2 separate regions of the Mus musculus genome follow, and region 2 is linked to region 1. A link is a contact called in public Hi-C data. All regions are on one chromosome and are shown on one strand. The core of a region is the stretch at or near the end of the contact, and the rest is flanking DNA. Distances in the headings are between cores, read along the strand shown.

The links. Hi-C and Micro-C count contacts between places; a contact is called where the count stands out from the background.
Region 2: a Hi-C map of B cells shows a contact between it and region 1, with 6 read pairs. The contact joins the promoter of Stk11ip here to the promoter of D230017M19Rik in region 1. A contact is called at or near these places in 2 of 484 Hi-C or Micro-C datasets (B cells and CD4 T cells).

The regions. Positions count from the first base shown.
Region 1 is chr1:72,239,196-72,246,667 of GRCm38.p6, forward strand. It overlaps D230017M19Rik (RIKEN cDNA D230017M19 gene), which reads left to right and starts at 4,798. Exons shown (of 4, transcript NR_155355.1): 1 at 4,798-4,968. Gm24497 (a small nuclear RNA gene) reads left to right here and starts at 5,018; the gene lies at 5,018-5,208.
Region 2 is chr1:75,518,618-75,525,523 of GRCm38.p6, forward strand. It overlaps Stk11ip (serine/threonine kinase 11 interacting protein), which reads left to right and starts at 2,912. Exons shown (of 25, transcript NM_027886.3): 1 at 2,912-3,025; 2 at 3,147-3,232; 3 at 6,066-6,271; 4 at 6,471-6,545; 5 at 6,802-6,897. The coding sequence starts at 3,172.

The DNA.
Region 1 (7,472 bases), core at 3,548-6,047:
AGAGGTCCTGAGTTCAATTCCCAGCAAACACATGGTGACTCACAACCATCTGTGATGGGATCCGATGCCCTCTTCTGGTGTGTCTGAAGACAGCTACAGTGTCCTCACATACATATATAAATTCTTTTGGGGCTGGTGAGATGGCTCAGTGGGTAAGAGCACCCGACTGCTCTTCTGAAGGTCCAGAGTTCAAATCCCAGCAACAACATGGTGGCTCACAGCCATCTGTAACAAGATCTGACGCCCTCTTCTGGAGTGTCTGAAGACAGCTACAGTGTACTTACATATAATAAATACATAAATCTTAAAAAAAAATAAATTCTTTTAAAAAATATTTATTTATTTATTTATGTAATTTATTTATTTTGTGTATATGAGTACACTGTAGCTGTACAGATGGATGTGAACCCATGTGGTTGCTGGGATTTGAACTCAGGATCTTAGGAAAATCAGTCAGTGCCCTTACCTGCTGAGCCATTTCACCCGCCCATAAATAAATTCTGTTGTTATGACCACCTTGTTATGGGCACCTTGCAGCATGTCTTTGTTTCGCAGAGGCTGTTATGACCAACTTATGCTTTTCTTCTGCTTCTGTAACTCCACAGAAGTTATTTGCCTGCCATTTTCAGCCAATTGCAAATCCCTTATCTCTGATCAATAAAAACCTTATCTTCCCCAGTCAAAAGCTGATTTGAGCCTCAACTTGAGGGAGATACAGTCTGAGTACATGAATTTTTAAAAAACATTTAATGGTTTGCTTTAATTTGGCCACGATTTGGGTCGGCGGTCTTTCTCACATCTGTGGGATCAATTTAGTGATCTTATGGAATGCAAAGATGACAAACTATTCATCCTCAGAGAAAATGCACACTGTGTGTGTGTATGTGTGCGTGCATGTGTGTGTGTGTGTGGTGTGTGTGTGTGTGTGTGTATGTGTGTGTATGTATGTATGTATGTGCGTGTGTGTGTGTTGTGTGTGTGTGTGTATGTGTGTGTGTGTGTGTGTATGTATGTGGGTGGGTTTGTGAGTGTGTGTGTGTGTGTGTGTGTTGTGTGTTGTGTGTGTGTATGTGTGTGTATGTGTGTGTGTGGGTGTGTGGGTGTGTGTTGGTGGGAGTCTTCTGTAGGGAAAATGATCTGTTCAGCCTGCAGGGAAATGGTCTGGGTAAGGGAAGAGTGAAATTTGGTTCAGTTCAACTTAATTGCTATCTCCGGTTCAAACTTCCAGAGTCTGACACCAGTTGGTTTATTTTAGCTACATTGAAACACAGCACAATTTGAAGGATAGAAAGAAAAGGTTTTCTGATAACAGTTAACTCAGTCTCAAGTGTACAAAAAATTAACACATGTTACATTGAAATTCTTTACAAAGTACATCTGGCTTCTTTCTTAAAGATGAGTACTGTTTACTCAAAGGTAGCACCCAAATTGTCTAGGGAGATTGATTGGGGTAAGCATAGTATCTGTGGGAGTCAGGATTGGCTGGCCTAGGATGACAGAAGTCACCTATAGTGTTGGAAAGCACGGATGACGTCACTGCTAAGGATAGGTTTTATGGAGTAAAGCAGTGTTGAGGATTTGGAGGGAATTGTCTAGGATGAGTGAAACACATGAAAGACCCCCAAAGGGAGACCCTCACTCAAGTCTCGGGATAATAGCGGACCCTCAAGAACTCACAAGAGACCAAGCTTGATGCAAACCACATGAGGCTTTATTCAGGGAAAGCCAAAGCTCTAGGGACGACTCGTATCCCACGCAGGGTTAGAGGAGTCGACGTCGAGGGGAAAGGGGTCCCAGTTTTTATAGGCCCTCAGGGGGAAAGGAAGGGGGGAGTAGGGGATTTCCAGATCTAAACAATGTCTATTCTAAAATGATTTCTCAAGAAATGGGTATGGGAGGGGTACAAGGAAAGAGTCTGGTGCAGGTGCAGCAACTCCAGATTGGCCCGGCTGTGGCTTCTGGGGAGATTTTCTGACTCTTCCCCAGCAACCAATATCACAAACACCTGACAGTGGACTTCAGCAGTGGGCACACACCTGGGTTCAAGGAACGGTCAGAACATTGGCAGACACACGGGTTCAAATGAGTACACTGGCCATAGCATTATGCACCTCTATTTTTCTAAATCAGCAAAGCTAGTTCTGCTAACAATGAAATCTGTTTTGCCACTTTCAGGGCTTCTGTGACCTTTTACATCCTGTCAGGATCTTTCACACACTCTGGGGATACAGGCAGAGCCTGTAACAGCAGGTACCAAAGAATCACCAGGTTGGAAACTATATCCTTCTCCAGCATTCCAGGAGCAGAGGTGAAATCTTCTTTGTGTTTAAAGTTTCCTGGCATTTCCAGTGTTTATCTGTGTGCACGAGTATTTTTTTTTTTTTGTCCTCCACACACATATGAACCTTAAATGTCTATATGTGCCTTGAAAAATTCATGCTCTGATTAGTGTAGTGTGTCCTTTGTCCTTACCTCAGCCCTGTCTTTTCCATGTTTTAAACCTCTACAACATCTTTGTAAACCCTTTGTTTTGTTGTTGTTTTTTTGTTTGTTTGTTTTTGCTTTTGTTTTTTTGGTTTTTCGAGACAGGTTTTCTTTGTATATCCCTGGCTGTCCTGGAACTCACTTTATAGACCAGGGTGGCCTCGAACTCAGAAATCCACCTGCCTCTGCCTCCCGAGTGCTGGGATTAAAGGCATGCACCACATGCCTGGCCCAATATAAACCCATTGTTAACTACAGAGGTGTATCCAGTATTCCCATTTTATTGTATTTTTAAAGATTTATTTATTTATTTTATGTATATGAGTACATTGTAGCTGTACAGATGGTTGTGAGCCTGCATGTGGAGGTTGGGAATTAAATTTTAGGACCTCTGCTTGCTCCTGTCAACCGTGCTTGCTCCGGTCCACCCACTTGCTCAGTCCCTGCTCACTCTGGCCCAAAGTTTTATTTATTATTATAAATGAGTACACTGGCCAGTACTGGCAAGAATAATGATCACATGTATCTGGTCTCAAATCGTTTCCCACCTCTGCAAGGTTAGCCCTACAATAGTAAGTATCCCGTGCCCTCCAAGGTCTCATTGAGGTATCTGACAAAAATTAAGCAAAAATTAATGGCACAGCCAGGCGTGGTGGTGCACTCCTTTAATCCCAGCAGAGGATTAAAAAAAATTAATGGCATACAATCTTAGTGACTGTTCTGTTGCTGCATCATGACCATGGCAACTCTTTTTTGTTGTTGTTTTGTTTTGTTTTTTTGATTTTCGAGACAGGGTTTCTCTGTGTAGCTCTGGCTGTCCTGGAACCCACTCTGTAGACCAAGCTGGCCTTGAACTCAGAAATCCACCTGCCTCCCAAGTGCTGGGATTAAAGGCGTGTGCCACCACCGCCCCGCAACTCTTGTAAGAAAAGTCATTTCATTGGGGCGGGTTTACAGTTTCAGAGATGTGGCCCAATCTCATCATGGTGTGGTGGGAAGCATGCTGGTAGGCTCTGGAACAGTAGCTGAGAGCGAATTCCTGGAGCACGGGCAGAAAAAGATTCTGGACTTGGCATGGGCTTTTGAAACCTCAAAGACCACACCCAGTGACACACTTCCACCAACAAGGCCACACCTTCTAACCCTTGTAATCCTTTCAAACATTCCACTGCCTGGTGACTGAGCATTCAAATATATGAGTCTGTGGGGGCCATTCTTATTCAAACCATCACTGGTACCTTTACCTAAAGGATTTAAATGCTAATGACAATCCATTAAGTAGTTGATGGTTACAAAGTGATTTAAAGTTACAAATATAAGAAAACACAACAAAATCTCTGTAATAGGATGTATCAGGATGGTGTTTGTGTTTGGCATAAGAGGTCCCAAAGCCTTGGGGGCAACTCTAAGCCCAAATCCTACAATATTGAGTACTTACACATAAACACATTTAGAAGTTTGGTCTTTTAGTATTTTGCCCTTTATATTTGGCAGATTGTCTTTTACTTGAGGCTGGGTCTCATATAGTTTAGGCTTTGCCTGATCTGGTCCTCCATTCTGCAATTTCCAGTGGCAGTGGTTGGAAAGCATCCTACCCAGCTTTATTCCCTATAACACTCAAAGAGGCACAGAACCAGCCCAGAGCCTACAGCTCTTCGGGGTAAATTCCTCTCAGGATTATGTCTGTCCTTAAACTGAAAATGATCTAAGGTTCTGGGTACCAAGGAGCTAATAAGAGTAGTGACTGTCCACTCTTCACTCCCACGTGCCAAACATCATCGATCCCTGCATTATTATTGCATTTGATGTTAACCATCGGTATTTTTTAGCCTGAAAACTGTAGAAAAGTTCAAAGACATCACACAATTTATTAAGGATTTCAATATATGACATTTTTTTTTTTTGGTCAAGATTTACTACAGTTTTTACCTAAGTAGGTTTGCCTTGACAACATTGTGAAAACACCTAACAGAAAATCACTAGCCTGCTAGACTCCCTGTGGAGCCAGCCTCTCAACAAGGGAAGATTGTCTTAAGACAACGCGAACTAGGAGCAGTAGGTCCACCCTTCAGCCACCGTCCTGCCTCAGAGTTTATCCAGTGCATCTGGCCGTGGACATGCCCCCTTCAGGTCTTTCTATTTCCGGTGGATTCCAAACCGCAATAGTCTGTGAGTCGGCCTGTGAATCGCGGAGGCCGCGGGGAAGAGCTGATTTGCACGTCCTGCCTCCACGCGAGGGGCGTGGCGACGTGCACAGGCCTAATTTGGGCTTGTGTTGTCACGCCCTTCGCGAGGGGGCGGGGCATGCAAATCATACTCGGCGTGCGCGCTCGGGAACGCCGGGAGAGCCCGGGTCGTGGACGTTGAATCTGAAGCCGTGGGTGCTGGAGTGGGAGTGAGGTGTGGAGGGCGCAGACGCGGATCGGAGGAGGAAGGAACCGCGGGGGAGGCAGGAAGTGAGGGTTGCGAGCGGTCACCACAAAGGTAATGTGTCTCACGGACGCAGAGCATGGCTGCGTGGTCTGTATTTGGTATCGCTTCTCGGCCTTTTGGCTAAGATCAAGTGTAGTATCTGTTCTTATCAGTTTAATATCTGATACGTCCTCTATCCGAGGACAATATATTAAATGGATTTTTGGAACTAGGAGTTGGAATAGGAGCTTGCTCCGTCCACTCCACGCATCGACCTGGTATTGCAGTACCTCCAGGAACGGTGCAACCCCTCTGGGGAACAATGTTGGTTAAATGTAAGACATTTAGGACTATTATAGCTCGTAAATACAGGCTGCAGTTACTTTTTCTGTCTTCTTTTCTACTTTGTAGTTACCCGGGTCTCGTTAACCCCTCTTTGATAGACCAGGCTGGCCTCTAACTCGGAAGTCCGCCTGCTTGCCGCCAGTTGATCTTTTTCTATTGCTTTACTTTTCTTATTATTATTCAGGTTTCATATTTCCACTACCAGGCTTTTCAGGCAGAGCAGCTCGCTTCTTTACTTTTTTACACAGTCTTTCCATCCACTGGTCAATAACTGTGATTAGGTGGGAAAGACTCTAAGGTTTTTATCTCTTTTTTTCCCCTCTGGGGAATAATGCTGGTTTAATAAGAGACCTAGAAATTAGGCCAACGTGGATTTCTTACCAACCTGTTAGTTTTACTGCACATCACTCTACATTGCTGCATAATATTCTACATAATGTCTAGCTTTTGATCTGGAAAGAGCTGTGAGGCTGTAAGGTTACTAAGATGGACAAGTTATTTTCAGCTTACTGTCACAAAACACTTGCTAGTTATGTAAGTCTGGTGGCATTAAAAACTCTTAGGCTTGCATAATTTTTCTGAAAGCTAAAATTTTGTTGACTGTTTATGCCTATGCTGATTTTCACAGCAAAGACCCGCTCTAGGTATGTTATTTTTGTACAGTAACCTATAAATAATGATTCACTGACAGAAGTTGTGTCAGAGTCCTAGATTCTTCTGAAATAAATTATTTTTAAAAGGATTTATTTATTTATTGTACATATATGAGTACTGTACCTGCCTTCAGACACACCAGAAGAGGGCATCAGATCCCATTACAGATGGTTGTGAGTCACCATGTGGTTGCTGGGAATTGAACTCAGGACCCCCGCAAGAGCAGTCAGTCCTTTTTTTTTTTTTTTTAAGATTTATTTATTTATGATATGTAAGTACACTGTACTTCAGACACTCCAGAAGAGGGAGTCAGATCTCGTTATGGATGGTTGTGAGCCACCATGTGGTTGCTGGGATTTGAACTCTGGACCTTCAGAAGAGCAGTCGGGTGCTTTTACCCACTGAGCCATCTCACCAGCCCCTGAAATAAATTCTAGTGACTGTCCTGAGAAGAATGGGTAGAGTGCTGCCATTTTGTCCAAACTCAGGCGATTGTTTAAGCCTGAAGAATTAAGCAAAGTAATTTGGAGCTGTTCCCATTACAATGTGTTATCAAAAAGTGAAAAATGCCAACAACAACATCAAATTAACTACAGCTGGTACCCGGCAATGGCCTGCACATACGACCCCCACCCCCACCCCATTGCATGCATAATTTTAAAATAAGATGAAAATAAATGTTTAGGAGCTTGAGAAATAGCTCAGAGGTTAAGTTAGGGCACTGTCTGGGAGCCAATACCTTGACTTCCATGGGTACCAGGCGCACAGACATATATGCAAGCAACACACTCATACACATAAAGTCAAATATATTTTATTCTCTCATATATTTTATCTGGACTGCAGATGTCCTCTCCCTAGTGTCCCAACCCGTGTCCTCCCTAGATCCACCCTCTCCCACCTCCACTCAAAAAAGAGCAGGTCTCCCAAGGACATCAACCAAACACAGCATAAACAACCTACATTACGACCAGGAACATATCATTACTCAAGGCTGGATGAGGCAATCTTGTAGGAAAAAGCATCCCACAAGTAGGTAAGTGTCAGGGACAGCCCCCACTCTCACTGTTATGATTCCTCCACGAAACACCAGGCTACACGACCATAGCATACACAGCAAGACCTAGGTCAGACTCTTACAGGCTCCCTGGTCTCTTCAAGCCCCCACGAGTGTCAGTCAGTTGATTCTGTGAGCTCTGTTCTCATGGTGTCCCTTCTGCTAGGCTCCAGTCCCAGAACATTCTACAGACATAATAAACTTTGGGTTGAAAGTTTTGTGGCTAGGTTGGTGTCCCAATCCATCCACTTGAGGCCTTGCCTGATTACAGAAGATGGCTGGTTCAGGCCCTGAGAGTCACCATTACTAGGAGTCCTTGCTAGGGCTATTCTTGCAGGTTCCATGGAGTTTCCATTGCACTAGATTTCCACCTCTCCCCTTGAAATGTCCTCTAAATCCTCTCCTTTCTCCCAGTATTTTCTCCCCATTACCTGATCCCTCCTGTGCCACCCCCACTGTCTTAGTTAGGGTTTTACTGCTGTGAACAGACACCATGACCAAGGCAAGTCTTATAAAAACA
Region 2 (6,906 bases), core at 1,662-4,161, 3.3 Mb after region 1:
GGCCCTTGTGGCAATTCACCATGGATCCTCTAGGAGAGTAACAACTGTTTTTGACCACTGAGCCATCTCTCCAGGTTCCCTACTTTTTATTTTGGAGATAGACCCTCTTGCTAAGTTGGGCTAGGCTGGCCCAAAAGTGATCTTTCTCCGTCATCCTTTCTAGTAGCTGGGATTTCAGGCTTGTACTACCCAGGCCAGTTAAGGTAAATCTTTGGGAAGCACTTTTAAGCATCAAACTTAAAGTCAGTTTCTGTTTTTCTTTCTCCTTCTCTTCTCTTCTCTTCTCTTCTCTTCTCTTCTCTTCTCTTCTCTTCTCTCTTCCTTTTCTTCTAGCGTCTCCTTTTTTTCTCCATCTCTTCTTTCTTTAAGACTTCACTACTGTAGCCCAGGCTGGCCAGGAACTCTAAATCCTTCTGTGGTAGTCTCCTAAATTCTGGGACTACAAAGATATGCCATCCTACTCAGGTTTGTTTATTTGTTTATTTATTTGTTCTTTATTATTTTAAAAAACACTTAGCACTTTTATATTTCTGGAGCTTTTATATTTCTGAAACCTCATGTGCAGAATGCAAGGAGAGTAATTGGCTTTTTCCAGATGGACAGGCACTTCCCCCAGGACTGTTGAGTTAGTAATTATTCTGCTCTGTGTTCGGTCGATCTATTGTTTATCTCTTTGCTATTATCAGGCTTTGGTCACTGTGACTTTGGAGGACACTCTGCTGCCTGGTAGGGCAAGGCCCCTATTAGTGTCTCTTAAATTTTGTTTTCAATTATTTCCTCTCAAAGTTTCTTGGCCCTGTATGTATTTAGTCTCCTAGATAAATTTTAGAATCAACTTGTCCGTTTCTAAGATGTGTTGGGACTGGGATCCAACCTGTACTGAACTGACACCGTTACAATCCTAATTGGTCTCATCCAAAGCATGATTTGTTGTCACTGGCCAGGTCACCAGAAGGTCCAGTTCTTGCTTTCTTCTATGGATCTGGTGCACGCTCAAAGCGTGTGCACTTGTTTTTGTAGCTTTGGTGACACAGGATTTTCTTTTTCCCTTTGATTAAAAGAAATTTTATAAGTAGCAATTTACAGAAGAATGTAACTTAGGCAAGAGAGGGAGAAAAAGAGAGAGAGACTTCTTTGGAAGGCAGCCAAGGCCTTGCCTGCAAGCCAAGGACAGAAAGGGGAGTGGGCCTCTCAGGGAGGAGGACAGGCCTCGGCTGTTTACTCTCTTGCTGCTTCTTTAGCTTAGCTTTCCCCTCCCCAATACAGTTTTGTTTTCTTTGATTTTTCTCTCGTTCACTTATCTGGAAGCTCGGTAGTGTAGGACAAACCTGAGTAGAGAGAGGGGCTACCCATGTGAATGGAGGATTTTCACACAATAACTGTGGACCACGGAAGCCAGGCCAAAAAGCAAAGGTTTCAAGGCACCACATCAGGATATCAAAAGAATGAGTTTTTGTTTTTTGTTTCTTTTTCTGCCTATGAGAATTTGGCTTGATACAGTTGACTTGATTGTTATGGCTCCTCCCCCATGGCCAGCTTCAGGTGATCGATAAACAAGGACTGACAGTTGCTATGTAATGGATTATCAATTGCACAAAATGTCCCAGATCCATGAGACGGTATATAGGAAGTTTGTTCAGGCTAGAGAAGCCTTCCACCACCTCTAAAACTGACTGACTCCAACTCTACTCTTTAGATTTTTCATTAAAAGCAAACACTTGCATGTATGAATGTTTTGCCTGAATGCCTCTACACCATGCATGTGCTGTGCCCATGGAGATGAGAAGAGATTGTACAACCACCTGGAACTGGAGTTACAGATGGCTGTGGGCCGCCATGTGGGTACTGGGACTTGAACCCATGTCCTCTGGAAGCCTAGCCAGTGCTCTAATTCACTGAGCCATCTCTTCAGTCCTACACTTCATGTTTAACTTTCTTGTGTTAGAAAGGATTGTTTCATAAAAGACATTCCCCTCCCAAGCCTAGCTAGTCACTCCATCCTAAGAAATGTTTTCATAATGTAGACCAGAAGTTGATGTCAACTGCCAGACCAAGAGCCAGGGTAAAAACTACAGTGGTGCTGGGTGGTGGTGGCGGCGCACGCCTTTAATCCCAGCACTTGGGAGGCAGAGGCAGCCTGGTTTACAGAGTTTCAGGGCAGCCAGGGCTACACAGAGAAACCCTATCTTGAAAAAAAAAAAAAAAGCTACAGTGCCAATTTGGAAGTAGAAAACTCAACAGTCTTGCTTTTGTTAATTATTGATATATTTTATTTTCAAATTTAGGAAAACCACTTTTAGTTAGGTGTACTGAGCTGTAAATACAGTTAAAAACAAAACAAAACAAATACAGGTTCAGGTCATTACCAGTGACTAATTTTTGTTTTTGAGATAGGATCCCACTATGCAGCCCTGGCTAGCCTGGAACTCACTATTTAGAGCTGGCTGGTCTTGAACTCACTGAGACCCTCCTGCCTCTGCTTCCAGAGCTCTGAAATCAGAGACCAGGGACCAATTTGAGAGTGTGCTAAACCCTAAGGAAAAATAAGTCTAGAGACTGAGGACTATGACAGCAAAGGGGGTTTGAGAGTGGCATCCCTGCCAGCCTTAGCCCTTCTGGCTGATATAAAAGAACTTCGCAAGGACAGGACAGCTATGTAACTGGAAGATCAGTATTTGTTTTGGATGAGTTCTTTTCCTTCTAATACAAGATCCCATTTCTCCAAGCTCTGCTTCCCCGCCCAGTCTGCAAACAAGAGTCAGGTTTCTCTCTCTGCCGAAGGGGCCACCCAGAGCCGAGCTAGACCTGGGGCCCCGTTAGGGGCTTAATCCCGGCTAGTTCCGTCCTACTGACACATCGGCTCGCCCAGGGCGTGGCTTCCGGTAGCGAAGGCATGCTTTCCGGTAGGTCCTTTGCCTTCCGGGGCGGGACTTCCTGCCCTAAAAGAGCCCGGCTGCCAAAGTGATTGGAGTGCGAATTACGCGGGCCCATGGGCTCCCGAGGCCCAATGCTTTTTGGAAAAGGGGTCAGAGAGATCGTTCTTTTTAGCTGATGCTTACTTTTTACATTGCGCGACGCCTCCATTTGCACGAAAGCTCTGGGCTTTTGTTGCCCACCTGAGGCTCTTCCGCTTCCCCTTTCCCCAGGCTCCGCCCCCAGCGTCCCGTGGCTATGACGACCGCTCCGCGGGATTCAGTAGTGTGGAAGCTGGCGGGACTTTTGCGGGAGTCGGGTGAGTGGACTTCTGGCTTATTTGGTTGGGAGTTCTAGGTGTGTTCGATACTGTCCAGAAACGCCGGGAATCACCGAGTCATTGCCGGCGGGGTCACGAGGTGCCGGCGTCTTCTGGGTGTGTTCCTTGTGACGCGTTGTTTACAGTCATGCCTTTGACAGTCTAAACTCTATCCATCTCTCATAGCACTTAACTCTCCAGAGGAAAGGGATCATTAATAGATTAAACACTTGCAGACAAGAACATAATCACTTGTACCGAAAGCCAAGTATAAGCACCTTAGACACCAGAGATTTGGAGACCCACATAGGTTAGTCCCAACCCTCTATCAGACTTGGATAAGTTTTTAGACCCTCAGTATTCTTCTCAGATAGGTTAGCATAGGGATTGTATTGAACGCAAAAGATAGCGGGATTTTAGTTAGCTTATTTAGTGCAGTGCATGCATGCATAATAAGTGTTCAAAAGATAGTGTTACTATAGTTGCTGCCCCAGTGCCTGGGCATGGCAAAGATCACTGTGTTGTTTGGTTTTTGTTTTTTTTTTTGTTTTGTTTTGTTTTTTTGTTTTGTTTTTTTTTTTTTTTTGAGACAGGGTTTCTCTGTGTAGTCCTGGCTGTCCTGGAACTCACTTTGTAGACCAGGCTGGCCTCGAACTCAGAAATCCGCCTGCCTCTGCCTCCCAAGTGCTGGGATTAAAGGCATGTGCCACCACGCCTGGCACTATGTTGTTTGTTATGTGGTTGCCATCATCAGCTAAATGATCACAATCATGATTCTTTGAGAGCTGGGGATATAGTTCAGTAGCAGAGCATATGTTTAGCATGTACAAAACTTTGACTTATAATCCCTAGCATCCTCCCCACACACACAGAAAGGAGAGATTCTTCTTTGAGCCCCGGCTTTCCTATCTGTAAGGTGGGGTTAATGGATGTCTTTAGGAGATAAGGATGAGATCTAGATGAAGCAGCTGTCATTTGGAATGTGTGACCTCGATGGCATTAGTGCTCCATATCTATATACTCCCACCATGGCATCCTTGGAGTCTCTTGATGGCAGTTCATTTTCTGGTTTGTGTTAATAATTACTCCCATGCTGTGCCTTTTCTAGACTTCCAGGGGACACCTTGAATTATGTGCATGTCTATACTCAGTGTCTAGTACATAGAAAAATCTCTTTGTAAGGCTGTAAGATTTATTATTCAGCAAAGATCTGACTTGGCTCCCAGGCTCGGAATCGTAGAGTTCATATATGATTGTGGGGATGGAATCACTTTGTGTCTTGATTATGGTGGTGGTTGTCATAATCTACACTAACAGAATAGAACTGACACTATATTTTATCAACACCTAATTTCCTGGTTTTGATAATTGTACTATAATTCTGTAAGTCAATTTGGGGGAAGCTGAGTGAAGGGTGTGGGAGATCTCTGCTATTTCTTGGTATCCCAAGCCAGCCTTGAAATTATGATCTTTCTGCTTTAGTGACTCATCCTATGGAATTATATATAGGCATATGATGTTCCTCCACCTGACTTCTGCAATATTCTTTGACTTCTTGATTTTTCTCCCCCCATCCCCCTGAGACAGGGCCTCACTTTGTTGCACTGGTCTGGAATTCACAGAGATTCACCTGCCTCTGTCTCTCACATTCTGGGATTAAAGGTGTGCACCACCACACCTGGTTTCAGAATATATTAAAAAAATGTCCACAGTTATTATAACTGTACTTTCCTGATAGAGTGCTAAGTGGGGAATATATCTGAAAGACGACCTCACAGGGCTGATAGTCTTATTAGGTACAACAGCTTTATAGAAGTGCTGTAATGGACAACGACATGCATTTCAATATTGTTTGAGAATTTCTATAAATGTGCATGTCATTCTTGCAACCAGAAAAAGACAGAAAGATCAAATACAGTCGGCCTTTGTGTAAAGTGGGTGGTTGCAGTGTGGAAGCGCAGGGGTGTTATTTCTTTAAATATTTTTATTTTGTGTGTGGAGAGCATCTTTGGGTCAAGGCCAGAGGACAGCTAGGGGCCTCATGTTTCAGAAGCTGTCTTCCTTGTTCTCTGAGCAGGGGTCTCCACTGAGACCTGGGGCTTGCTGATTAAGTAGGCTGGCTAACCAGTGAGCCTCAGGGATCTTTCTGTGACTGCCTCGTCAGTTCCCACCACTATGTGGGCGGTGGAGGTCAGCTTCAGATTCACCAGCTTTTTCAGCTGGACCTTTATTGAGTCATCTGCACAGCCCCCAGAGGTATTGCTTTGCGAAGGCTTGCTGGGTGAAGTTGGTCTCCACCTTGGCAGTAGAAAGGGATGTATCATGATGAGAGAGAGCTGTGAGCCAAGTGGGCTATGTTTCCAACTCTGTAAGTAGCCTAGGCTTCTTTCTTTCTTTCTTTTTTTTTTTTTCTTTCGAGACAGGGTTTCTCTGTGTAGCCCTGGCTGTCCTGGAACTCACTCTGTAGACCAGGCTGGCCTCGAACTCAGAGATCCGCCTGCCTCTGCCTCCCAAGTGCTGGGATTAAAGGCGTGCACCACCACGCCCGACCCTAGGCTACTTTCTACAGAGTAGAAAGCAAAAGCATTTGGAAAAGTCTCTGGGAGTCTTATAGTAAAACAAATTTCTGGTATCAGGCTGAAAGGCTAGGATTTTTGCTCGGTTGCTTGTTTAAATGGGGGAACTGTAGAAGATGTTTGAGCTGGGGAGGAGGTAGACAGTTTGATCTCTCAGTGGAATATCTCAAGTACAGAGGAGAGTGGGTGCATTTTGGGGGCCCAGAAGGAAAGACCTTTCATTTTGTCCTCGTCCCCGTTTGTCCTTCTTCCTGCAGGCGATGCGGTTCTCTCTGGCTGTAGCACACTGAGCCTGCTGACAGCCACACTGCAGCAGCTGAACAGAGTGTTTGAACTGTACCTGGGGCCATGGGGCCCAGGCCAGACAGGCTTTGTGGCTCTTCCCTCCCACCCTGCAGACTCACCCGTCATCCTCCAGCTTCAGTTCCTCTTCGATGTGCTGCAGAAAACACTGTCACTCAAGGTCCCAGGAGGGGCATGGGGACAGGATGCGCAGAGAGCCCTAGGGAGTGATGAAGGCAGGGCTTGGGATGGGGTGTGAGAGGGCTCTGAGGCTGAGAGCCAGATGATGTCAGTGATGCCTGCTGGTGCTTATGCTGAGGAAGTGGCGCAGAAGCAGGGGAGGCTGCCCTGCCTCGCTAACCTGAATGTTCCTTTTTCAGCTGGTCCATATCCCTGGTGTTGGCCTTCCAGGGCCTATCAAGATTTTCCCCTTCAAGTCCCTACGGCAGCTGGAGGTGAGGGAGTGTTAGAACGTATAGGTGGGCAGAAACTGTTGCGAAGGAGCCTCTTGGGCTGAGGACAGAGAGATGGCCTCTTTTGGTGGGAGGTGGTGTCTGAATGTCCCATTGCTCCTCAGTGATGTTTTCCATTAAAACTTCCTTCCTTACCTGTAGCTGGGCTTTGGATGGTTTCCCTCCTCCCCATCAGAAGTTAGGGATGAGGCCTTTGCCATCTTTGAAGCTTTGCTTGCCTCCCTCCTTTTCTTCTTAGCTTCGAGGAGTCCCTATCCACAGCCTGTGTGGCCTCCGTGGCATCTACTCACAGCTGGAGTCCCTGGTTTGCAACAGAAGCATCCAGGCACTGGAGGTAAGGAGG